2 separate regions of the Sus scrofa genome follow, and region 1 is linked to region 2. A link is a contact called in public Hi-C data. All regions are on one chromosome and are shown on one strand. The core of a region is the stretch at or near the end of the contact, and the rest is flanking DNA. Distances in the headings are between cores, read along the strand shown. Region 1 holds the start of CD200 (OX-2 membrane glycoprotein). Region 2 has its middle 21 kb from the start of BTLA.

Region 1 (4,818 bases), core at 2,258-4,757, 160 kb after region 2:
AAAGTACAGAAATGGGCGTTTGGAAAAAGCTGAGGAAGCTTCAGTCTAATTGCTCTTTCAGGGATTGCAGCTCAAGTTTAACCACTGGAGACCTTTGGTTTTGTGTAGGCAGAACCAGAGACTATAAATGGAAGAAATAACCAAAGGTGCTCAGGATATAGGGAGGGAAAAGCAACAGAGTGGCTCCTTTATTACAGCCATCCCTAGCAATTTGAGGCCGTGCTGCCCAAGACACCAACAGTTAAGATTGCTAGGAAAACAAACTGCCATAAATATACCCAAAAACCACAGATGCCAAATGTAAAGAAATCAATCTCCAAATAACCCACATCTATTAATATTCGAAATGTAACTCAAATGGAACCACTTTTTAGGACGTGTGACTGCCTTGAAGTTTGCTGAGGTAGATTTTCCTAAAAATTCTGCACAATTTATATAAATTGTACCTTTTTAAAAAACCAGTAATGGCTTTATTTTTTTCTTCATTGCTGTATTTTCACAAGTCTGGGCAGAACTCCTTGGCCTTTTAAAAATCATAGTGGTATTTAAGAGAATGGCATTCTAGATATCATTTTGTCATAAACGGAGAGTGGAATAGAGACAGATTAACTTCACTCAGCAGCAGTCCCATGGCTGGTCTTGGTCTCCATCAGTGTGTTCATTATAAGAGGGGCCAAGCAAGGAATGGAACTTTTCCCTATATTTTTTCTACATTTCTATATTTTTATAAAATATAAGTAGATAAGAAATGCAGATTTCTTTGTAGTTTTCTTTAACTGGACCTCATTTTTATTTCATGGTGCCATTCCAACGAGAGTTAGAGACGTAATTTTAGTCAATGTCACCTACTCTCTGTCAGTTCAGTCCACCAACACTTGTTATCCCAATCTGTGGCATTGCATCCACAGTCCTGGGAATGCCAAGCCATGGGACAGGGCTATTAATCCTTGGTTGCAACCACTCTATCCACGCTGACATTGTGTTCCTTTCAAGTCATCCAGGTCATCGATTTGTGATTTGTGCAATTAAATTTTGTGCTTATGGGCTATTCTCTCACAGCGCCCGATTCTCCTGATTCTGTGTCTCAGGGTTCTTCCTGTGCTAGACAAAGGAGAATTCTACAAGGCTCTCTGCCTAGACTCCCATTTGTCCACCCAATGTCTGTTTTACTGTTCCCTTGCCATGTCAGGTAGGCTTGCCTCTTCCACAGTTCCCCCAGGAAAGCAAGGCACTGGTGCTTTCTGTTCTTGGATTTCAACACCTACATGTAAGTTCTATTCACCATTCTCCCGAACTTCCCACTCCCAGGGGTCAGGCACAGAGCATCCTTTTTAGGCCACAAACCGACACCAGTCAGTCCCTCTTTGCTCCCCCAGCCTAGGGTCAGAAAGCTGCTTCCTCTGTCACCTTGTATTCTTCCCATCAACTTGTTTTGGGGATGAATGTATGCCCTTGGTCTTTTAGTATTCAGGCTTTTAAAACCCAAATGCTTAGGCTCTTGCTATTTCAAGCTTTGGCTTCTAAAATGAAAAACATTTTCTTTGGCGTTCTAATTCCACACCATTCTTTTAAAGCCCTCATGCCACATGGAAATCCAGGGTCTAGCAAAGGCTATAATGAAGAAAGCAGAGTGAAAAGCTGTGTTTTAGGACAGGAGAGAAAGCAGAGGTACACTAAAACATAAGATGGGTGAACTGTGAGCCTAAAACATAAGATGGGTGAACTGTGAGCCAGCAATGTTTAAGAAATAGAAGCATGGTGATTGAGGCAAAGGGAATCAGAAAGAAAGCCTTGCTATTAAATATACACATGTTTCGGGCTAGCACAAATACTAGATGTGTAAGCTAGGACAAATCATTTTACCTCTCTGAGATACAGAAAAAAATAATAGTACCAACCTTCTCCCTGTTAAAAAGACTAAATGTGATAGTATGTGTAAAGCTCAGTGACATACAAATAAGCACTAAACCAATGTTGCTGCTATCTCTTCGGGTTACTAAGAGAATTAAGCATTTAGGGCCTTTAATACAGGGCATAAGATATAGTAAATGCCAATATGCATTAGGTAGCTTAAAAAAAATTCATTGACCAGATCAGACAATAATGGAAATGGAGAAGTCCAGTTACAGCCTCTGCCAAGAGGACCAGGGTTCAAAGGCCCAGGGTCTTACCTGATAGTTGCCCACCTGGCAGCTACATTGCCCTTATACATACCTCTTTCCTTGAAAGTTTCTAGATCGAAATCCTGTTCCTGCCACATATAGTCACACGGACTCGGAAAAATTAACCTCTCTGCCTGTTTCTTTACTTGTAAAATCAAGTAATAGCTACTCCTTTGAGGGATAGCTGTGAAAATTAAGAGCACCTAACACACAGTAAACACTAGCTCGAAGGCCACCATTCTCCTTTGTTAAGGAAGATACCGAAATAACTGGCTGTGTGGTCTTACCAATAAACTGTATACAAAAGAAATTACCTTGAGGTATTCCTCATATTTAGATTTTATTTTTTATTGTTTTTTAAATTACTTATACCTATGTAAATGAAAATCCTCTCCTTCCTTCATTTTGTCATGTACACAGATCCTGAATAAACAAAATGTCTGTCTTTCATGGATACCCTGGGTGTTAACCCTCATTTATCCCATCCTTTATGGCTTCCCAAGGCAAAGGCCTAGAGGATGGAGAAAGAGGCTGGAGCATCACTGAGGGAGCGAGATCTCCTGGAGAAAGTGAGCCCCAAATTCTGCAACCTCACCCTAGCTTTCAATGCCCAAACCGAGCAATACAAGCACCTTCCATACTCGCCACCAGCACCTGCCTCCCAAACCAGTTCCTCACTGAGGATGTCAGTGATCTTCGGAGAAGCATCTCGTCCCTTTTCCAGAGCCGAGGGACAGAGAATCAAAAATCCAGGAATGGCCTGAAAGCCCCCACTTCAGAAGGCAAAATCCGCCCCTCCACGCGGTTAAGTGCCGAGAGGAAAGCGCTAGCAGAAATACCAGCTCCAGACCAGACTAGGGAAAGCCGCAGTCTGGCGCTCTCTGCCCGCCACCGCCCCAGGGCCATCGGCGCGTTGTAGCCCACCCGGCGCCCTCTTTCCCACGCCTGGCCCGGCTCACCAGTCTCTCCATCGTCGCTCCTGGCCGCGCGCGGTGGCTAGCTTCACCCAGAAGCCCGGAGGAATCGCAAGCCAGACCTAGCAGCGTTCCTCTAGTTCGGTGGAGCAAGGCTACCCAGGTCTAGTTCCCCCGAGCTGCCTCACTGCTCCGGCTCAAGCCCCTTCCCCACGCCCCGCCCCTTATGCAAAAGAAGGCGGAGTTGTAGACAATAAAATAAAATAACACATCTTTTTTCTATCTTCAGAACATTCCGCATTTTCTCAGAAGTGGCAACTGGGGAGACTGAAAAAGTGTTTGAAAAAATATGCACGTTACCATTTTCATTACACAGAGAGAGAAAAAGAAGGGGAGAGGTGGGAAGACATGAACTATTTCACTGCGTTTATGCTTGGAGGAATGGCAATCTGCGTTGTGGAGCGGGCACGTAAGGAAATGATTTTTGAGAAATACTATACAGTTTCTCCGATCACCACTGCTGAAAAATGCAAATATTTTAAAGCTGAGTTTAACTGATAGACACTTTACAAAATAAATGTATATTTACTTTTATTCAGAAACAAAGTATATATTTAAACCATCAATGTTGGAATGAGCTCTCCTTTCAGGATGTGACTGGGTTTTTTCTTTCCTGTGAGAGAAAAATCTTTTTCTTCCATTTGCATTGAGGATGAGGATTCTTCTTTTTCTGACAAGTTCCAGAGTCCTCGGATCTTAAAACAAACAAAAAAGCACAAACAGGTCAATGAAGTGTTCAATTCCTGAAGCCTTTTCTGTTTTCCTGCCACCACCTCTCTGATAAAGAGCTGGGACTGAGCTTTTACTCAGGGATCCGTGGGGTTGCAAGTCCCAAGTCTGTAAATAAAATAATGACTGATTTTTTTCCCCCTAGAAAAACAGACACATATTGAAAAGATTCATGGAGTGGCAAACAGGATACATAAGAGAAAGTCAGTTTATAGACATATTATGGTAAAATTAAGATCAGATTAAGGAAATCAAAGAAAAATTCAGAAAATTTCAAAAATGACAAGTAGAGACATCAAGGAAAAAGAATCAAAGTGACTTTAAATGTCACAAGGTAGTGATGGATGCAAGGAGACGAGTTCATTTTCAAATATTGAAGAAAAATAATTCTGAATTCTACTTTGTCTTTTATAAATATTGCTACAAAGGTATATTTAAAAATACCTCAGGCGTTCCTGCTGTGGCATAGCAAGTTAAGGATCCAGTTGTCTCTGTGGCAGTGAGGGTTCCATCCCCAACCCAGGCACAGTGGGTTAAAGATCTGCTGTTGAAGCAGCTATGGCCGGGATTCAATCCCCGGCCCCGGAATTTTTGTATGTTGTGGAAATTCCATAAAATATAAAAATAAAACCCCTTTAAATATTCTGATTAAATGTACTATTCATAGAGGAAAGTGCATAGATCATAAGTACTGCAATATGAATTGTCATAAACATACTTGCATTGCCAGAAGCAGATTAAAATTGAATCATTCTTATCTCTCCAGAGCCTGTCCTGCTGTCTTTGCCTACCCTTCCTGTCACTACCACCGGCCAGTCACCCTCTTACCTTTAATATTATCAACTAGGCTTGCCTGTTTGTCAACTTTATATTAATATCATAGGGTATGTCCTCATTTATGTCTTGGTTCTTTCACTCAACCATAGAATTTAAAAATTCATCCATGTTGTTGC
Region 2 (4,349 bases), core at 1,540-4,039:
TATGTGCTGCAACGAATGCAGTGATTTCTTCATAGTGTTAGAGGGACACTGAAGAAAGAAAAACTTAGTAATGTCAGCCTGGAATGAATCTTCATTCATTTATTTATTTGAGAAGGAAATATTGGACTTCTACTGTATGCCTGGCACTGTGTTTGGCACGTGGAGCATATAAGATGAACAGGCTATGATAAATGCAATTTACCACCTCAGGTCAGCTGGCAGATGTGGAAATGCATATACACAGGTCTGTGCTGGTAGGTGCTAGAATCCTGAGCTGGTGAGTCATGGATCCTGTTGTGTAAACTGGGGTCTGTGGCTCAGGGTAATGTTTTGTTTTGGATTTCCTATGGTTTCTATGTGGTGTAATTAGAGATAATTAGAGATTAGCTCAGAATAGTTTTGCAGAAAATCTGGTTCCCCAGAGGTCTGCTTTTCCCTGACTAGCCTTCCAGCCTCAACACACCACAATATACCGCAAAATATTAGAAAGGTGGCGAAAAGGGCTCCCAGGAGAGGAAAACCTTTCTCACTCAGGCAAGGAAGTAGGTGGGCAGAAAGATAATTTAGTCAGGCCCTTTCAGTGTCAACTAATATTTTAACACCATATAATACAGACTTTAGGCAAATTTAATTCCCTTACTTTACAAACAAGGGGAGGTAACTGCAGTGAAATTCAAAGGCTTGCCTACACAGAGGGCTAATGACAGAGCCTGGACTAGTACCCCGTCTCCATGTCAGTTTCTCTTAGTGCCACTCAGGTGTGTTGGTGTTTATATTTATCACAATGTAAGTACCAAAACTGAGGGTAAGTGTGCAGAAAAGTTTACAGCAATCTGACATTGCCACAGCATCCAAGCACTTGATCCTTTTTTTTAGTAATTCTATTTGACTTTACCAAAGTATTGATGACAACAATTTGGAAAGAAGAAAACTGATCTTTTGCCCCAGTGAAGTTGTAAAGCCCTGCTCTAAAATGTGCTCTCTCTCAAACAGTGCCTGGTGGAGTGGTTGGGTTGACTGACTGTCTGGGGGCAGCCTAAGCACCAAGAGAGTGGCACCATCTCTGCCCTGCTCCATCCTCTCTCCATCCATTCCTCCTGCTCACACAACATGTCAATCTCTCCGAGGGCCCATCATTGATGCTCTTCTTTTCTTTCTCTACACTGCCCTGAGTTCTCATTTACCCTCTCAGAGTTGCATATATAGACCTGCCTCCCCAAACTCTCCAGTCTCATTTCCATTGCCCTGCTCCTTCCAGTCAACTTCCTTTAAGTTTATAAAGCACAGAACTCTCTCCTTCCCAACCCAATCAAAGCTCTTTCCAATCATTCAGGCTCAGACCCTCTGTTATCCCTGCCCCCTTCCAGTTTCTCAATGCCCTGCCTAATCTTTCATCATCATTCCTCAAAAGTCCATTTTAGTTTTTCCTTGAAAATATTTCTGGCACCTCTCTCTTTTCACCTCCTCTGTCACCATGGCAGTTCCATTCTTTAATGATTGCCATGGCCTCCTCACTGGCCTCTGCTTCCACATGTCCTTCCTTTTAACATATCCCTCAGGCACCCTAAAATGCTCTTTTAGTTGGTAGAATGTCCTCCCATTTAAAAACCTGTGACTCTCTATTGTAAGACACATTCCAAACCTTTACTCATGATAAAGGCCCATCCAGTTCCCTGGTCCCGATCCATCCTTCCAGGCTTGCCTCTCACTCCTCTGTTACATACCTTGAGTTTCCAGACAGGTGGAATTTCTATTGCATTTTAAGACATTCTCTACACTTTGTTCAAGTTATTTCCTCAGGATAGTATGTTCTCCCTTATCTCTGCCCACTAAATGCCACTTAACTGTTTAAAGTCCAGCTTAGATCTTACTCTTCTCTCTTAGCATTGTCAGACATGATGTTTCTGCCCCCTGAACTATATAAGTTTGATTTTTGCCTCCATTTTGGCTCTTATGTCACACTATTTTGCATTATAGTTATTTGTACACATGTAAAATCTTTGCTAGATCCTCTACTCCATAGGGACAGGGTTCATCATATTTTATGCATATAACTCATATGTTGAGTAAACATGGCACGTGGGTTATAACCAAAACATAACTTTGTTTTTGGAGTTACCATTGTGGCTCAGTGGGTTAAGAACTCAACATAGTGTCCATGAGGTTGCCAGTTTGATCCCTGGCCATGCTCAGTGGGTTAAGAATTGGGTGTTGCTGTGGCTGTGGTATAGGCCTGCAGCTGCAGCTCTGATTCAACCCCTGGCCTGGGAACTTCTGTATATAGCAGGTGCGGCCATAAAAAGGGAAAACAAATAACTTTGTTTCTATCTTTCAAACTTTATTGAGTACCAATAATCTACCCTTAGTTTGGGTAAAGGTTTGGCCATGGCTGTTCTGATTTTTCTAGAATTGTCTTGGAATCATTTCTGAAAACACAGTCATAATTCATAATTCGGTAATCACTCTGCTCAATCTAAAGAGGAAGACAAAACCTTAGAATTGACATTAGGCTTTCTCTCTTGGCATTGCTGGGATGGGTACACTCTCTAGTCCCTTCCTGCTAACCCCTCTCCTCACATTTGATTAATTTTTGTCAATTGCAAATATCCATGCTTATTTATCCCCATCTTTGTCCAATAGGAGCCCACTTCAAGTTGACTCTGAATCCTTTTGTATAACTCTAGTAATTTTTCAAAGCTTTCTTGCTCTTTTTCAGACAAAATGTTTCAGGTTTATTTTGTACATTTCCTGCCCAGATCCTGAGTCAACTGTTTCTCCAAGACGCCCTTGTTTTTGGTTGCTGGTTTTGTTTTGTTTTTTTAGTGGGAAATGTTATGTCAATGCCACGATTCGGGTGTTGGAAATGCTCATGGCCACTGAGTTGGTAATTGTTTTCAGGCCTTTTCAGTGGATAGAGCCTAGTAATGCCTCCTTCCCTCCCTCCCTCCCTCTCTTTCTTCCTTCTTCCATTGTCCTTCCCATCCTCCCTCCTTCCTTCCCTTCTTTCTCTCTTTCTTTCTTTCTTTCTTTCTTTCTTTCTTTCTTTCTTTCTTTCTTTCTTTTTCTTTCTTTCTCTCTCTCTCTCTCTCTCTCTTTCTTTCTTTCTTTCTTCTTTCTCTCTTCTTTCTTTCTTTCTTTCTTTCTTTCTTTCTTTCTTTCTTTCTTTCTTTCTTTCTTTCCTTCCTTCCTTCCTTCCTTCCTTCCTTCCTTCTTTCTTTCTTTCTTTCTTTCTTTCTTTCTTTCTTTCTTTCTTTCTTTCTTTCTTTCTTTCTTTCTTTCTTTCTTTCTTTCTTTCCCTATCTATCTCCTAGCTCTGTGCTTGTGTGTGTGTGTGTGTGTGTGTGTGTGTGTGTGTGTAGGATAAAATACCTCCAATTAAAATTGGAGGAGTTCCTGTTGTGACTCAGTAGGTTAAGAACCTGTCATGATGTCCATGAGGATGCAGGTTCAATCCCTGGCCTCATTTGGTGGGTTAAGTATCCAGCATTGCCACAGGCTGCTGCGTAGGTCACAGATGCAGCTAGGATTCAGCCTGGCTGTGGCTGTTGCTTAGGTTAGTAGATGCAGCTGCTGTTAGACCCCTGGCCTGGGAACTTCCATATGCTGCAGGTGTGGCCCTCAGAAGAAGAAAAATTGGAAATGCTACAGGGTCTTATACTTCTGTATTGCACCTGTATTTCCTTCTTGTCACAGAGACTCATGTTCTCAGATATATAGGAATTGGAAGAATTAGATTATCCTATACTTATTTACTTAATCCCATGTTACACATAGAGTAGTGTTACAGGAAAGATGTTACCAGAATCTGGGTTCTTGTTCATGGAGACGAAGAATGAACTTTGCAAATACACACAGGCAACAAGCAAGCAAAAAGTCTTTATTATAGGAAAGCAAATAGCTCCCAGCAAGACACTGGGCAGGGGAGGAAGAGTTCCCCTTTCTATTGTTCTATAGAGGTTTTTTCCTTAAAAACAGGAGTAGCAACATGGGATCCTGCTATTAGTTCTTTTTCCTATTGACCTTGCCCAGTTTACCTATATCAGTCCTTGTCCAAAAGGGGTCTTAGAGGTGGATATGCCCCATAAGTTCTATGGTTTCTTTGTTCTTTTTTCTCTAGACTGGGAGTTGCTGGGAGTTGCCATTCCTCTCATTCCTTTTTTCAGTTGAGGAATGAGTTAGAGATTAACATCCATGTGGATATAAAACAGATTTACTCCCTGCAGTAAACAAGGCCAGTGGGGATGTTATTCCCTGGAACCCTTAAGTCACAGACATTAATTAATGACCATATCAAAGAAAATATTGAAGCCTGTGTTCTTACACTAACTATCTGAATTATTTTTCTGCCT

The links. Hi-C and Micro-C count contacts between places; a contact is called where the count stands out from the background.
Region 1: a contact with region 2 is called in a Hi-C map of omental adipose tissue, with 1.6 times the contacts expected there. The contact joins the promoter of CD200 here to the enhancer-like site in region 2. A contact is called at or near these places in 1 of 5 promoter capture datasets (liver), 27 of 47 Hi-C or Micro-C datasets (adipose tissue, alveolar macrophages, blood and 14 more) and 1 of 2 datasets of contacts at active chromatin or transcription factors (skeletal muscle).

What each region holds. Positions count from the first base shown.
Region 1 is chr13:147,482,311-147,487,128 of Sscrofa11.1, forward strand. CD200 (OX-2 membrane glycoprotein) reads right to left here and starts at 3,508. Exons shown (of 6, transcript XR_002337904.1): 1 at 3,122-3,508. LOC100517427 (OX-2 membrane glycoprotein-like) reads right to left here. Exons shown (of 6, transcript XM_003483321.4): 6 at 3,655-3,831.
Region 2 is chr13:147,325,237-147,329,585 of Sscrofa11.1, forward strand. No RefSeq gene overlaps it. Among named protein-coding and RNA genes, the nearest start is that of BTLA, 21 kb to the right of the region's middle. Within about 2 kb of position 2,790, at least 2 of the 83 cell types and tissues checked have an H3K27ac peak or open chromatin away from gene starts, as enhancers often do. A contact at or near this core is called in omental adipose tissue, where this site is marked.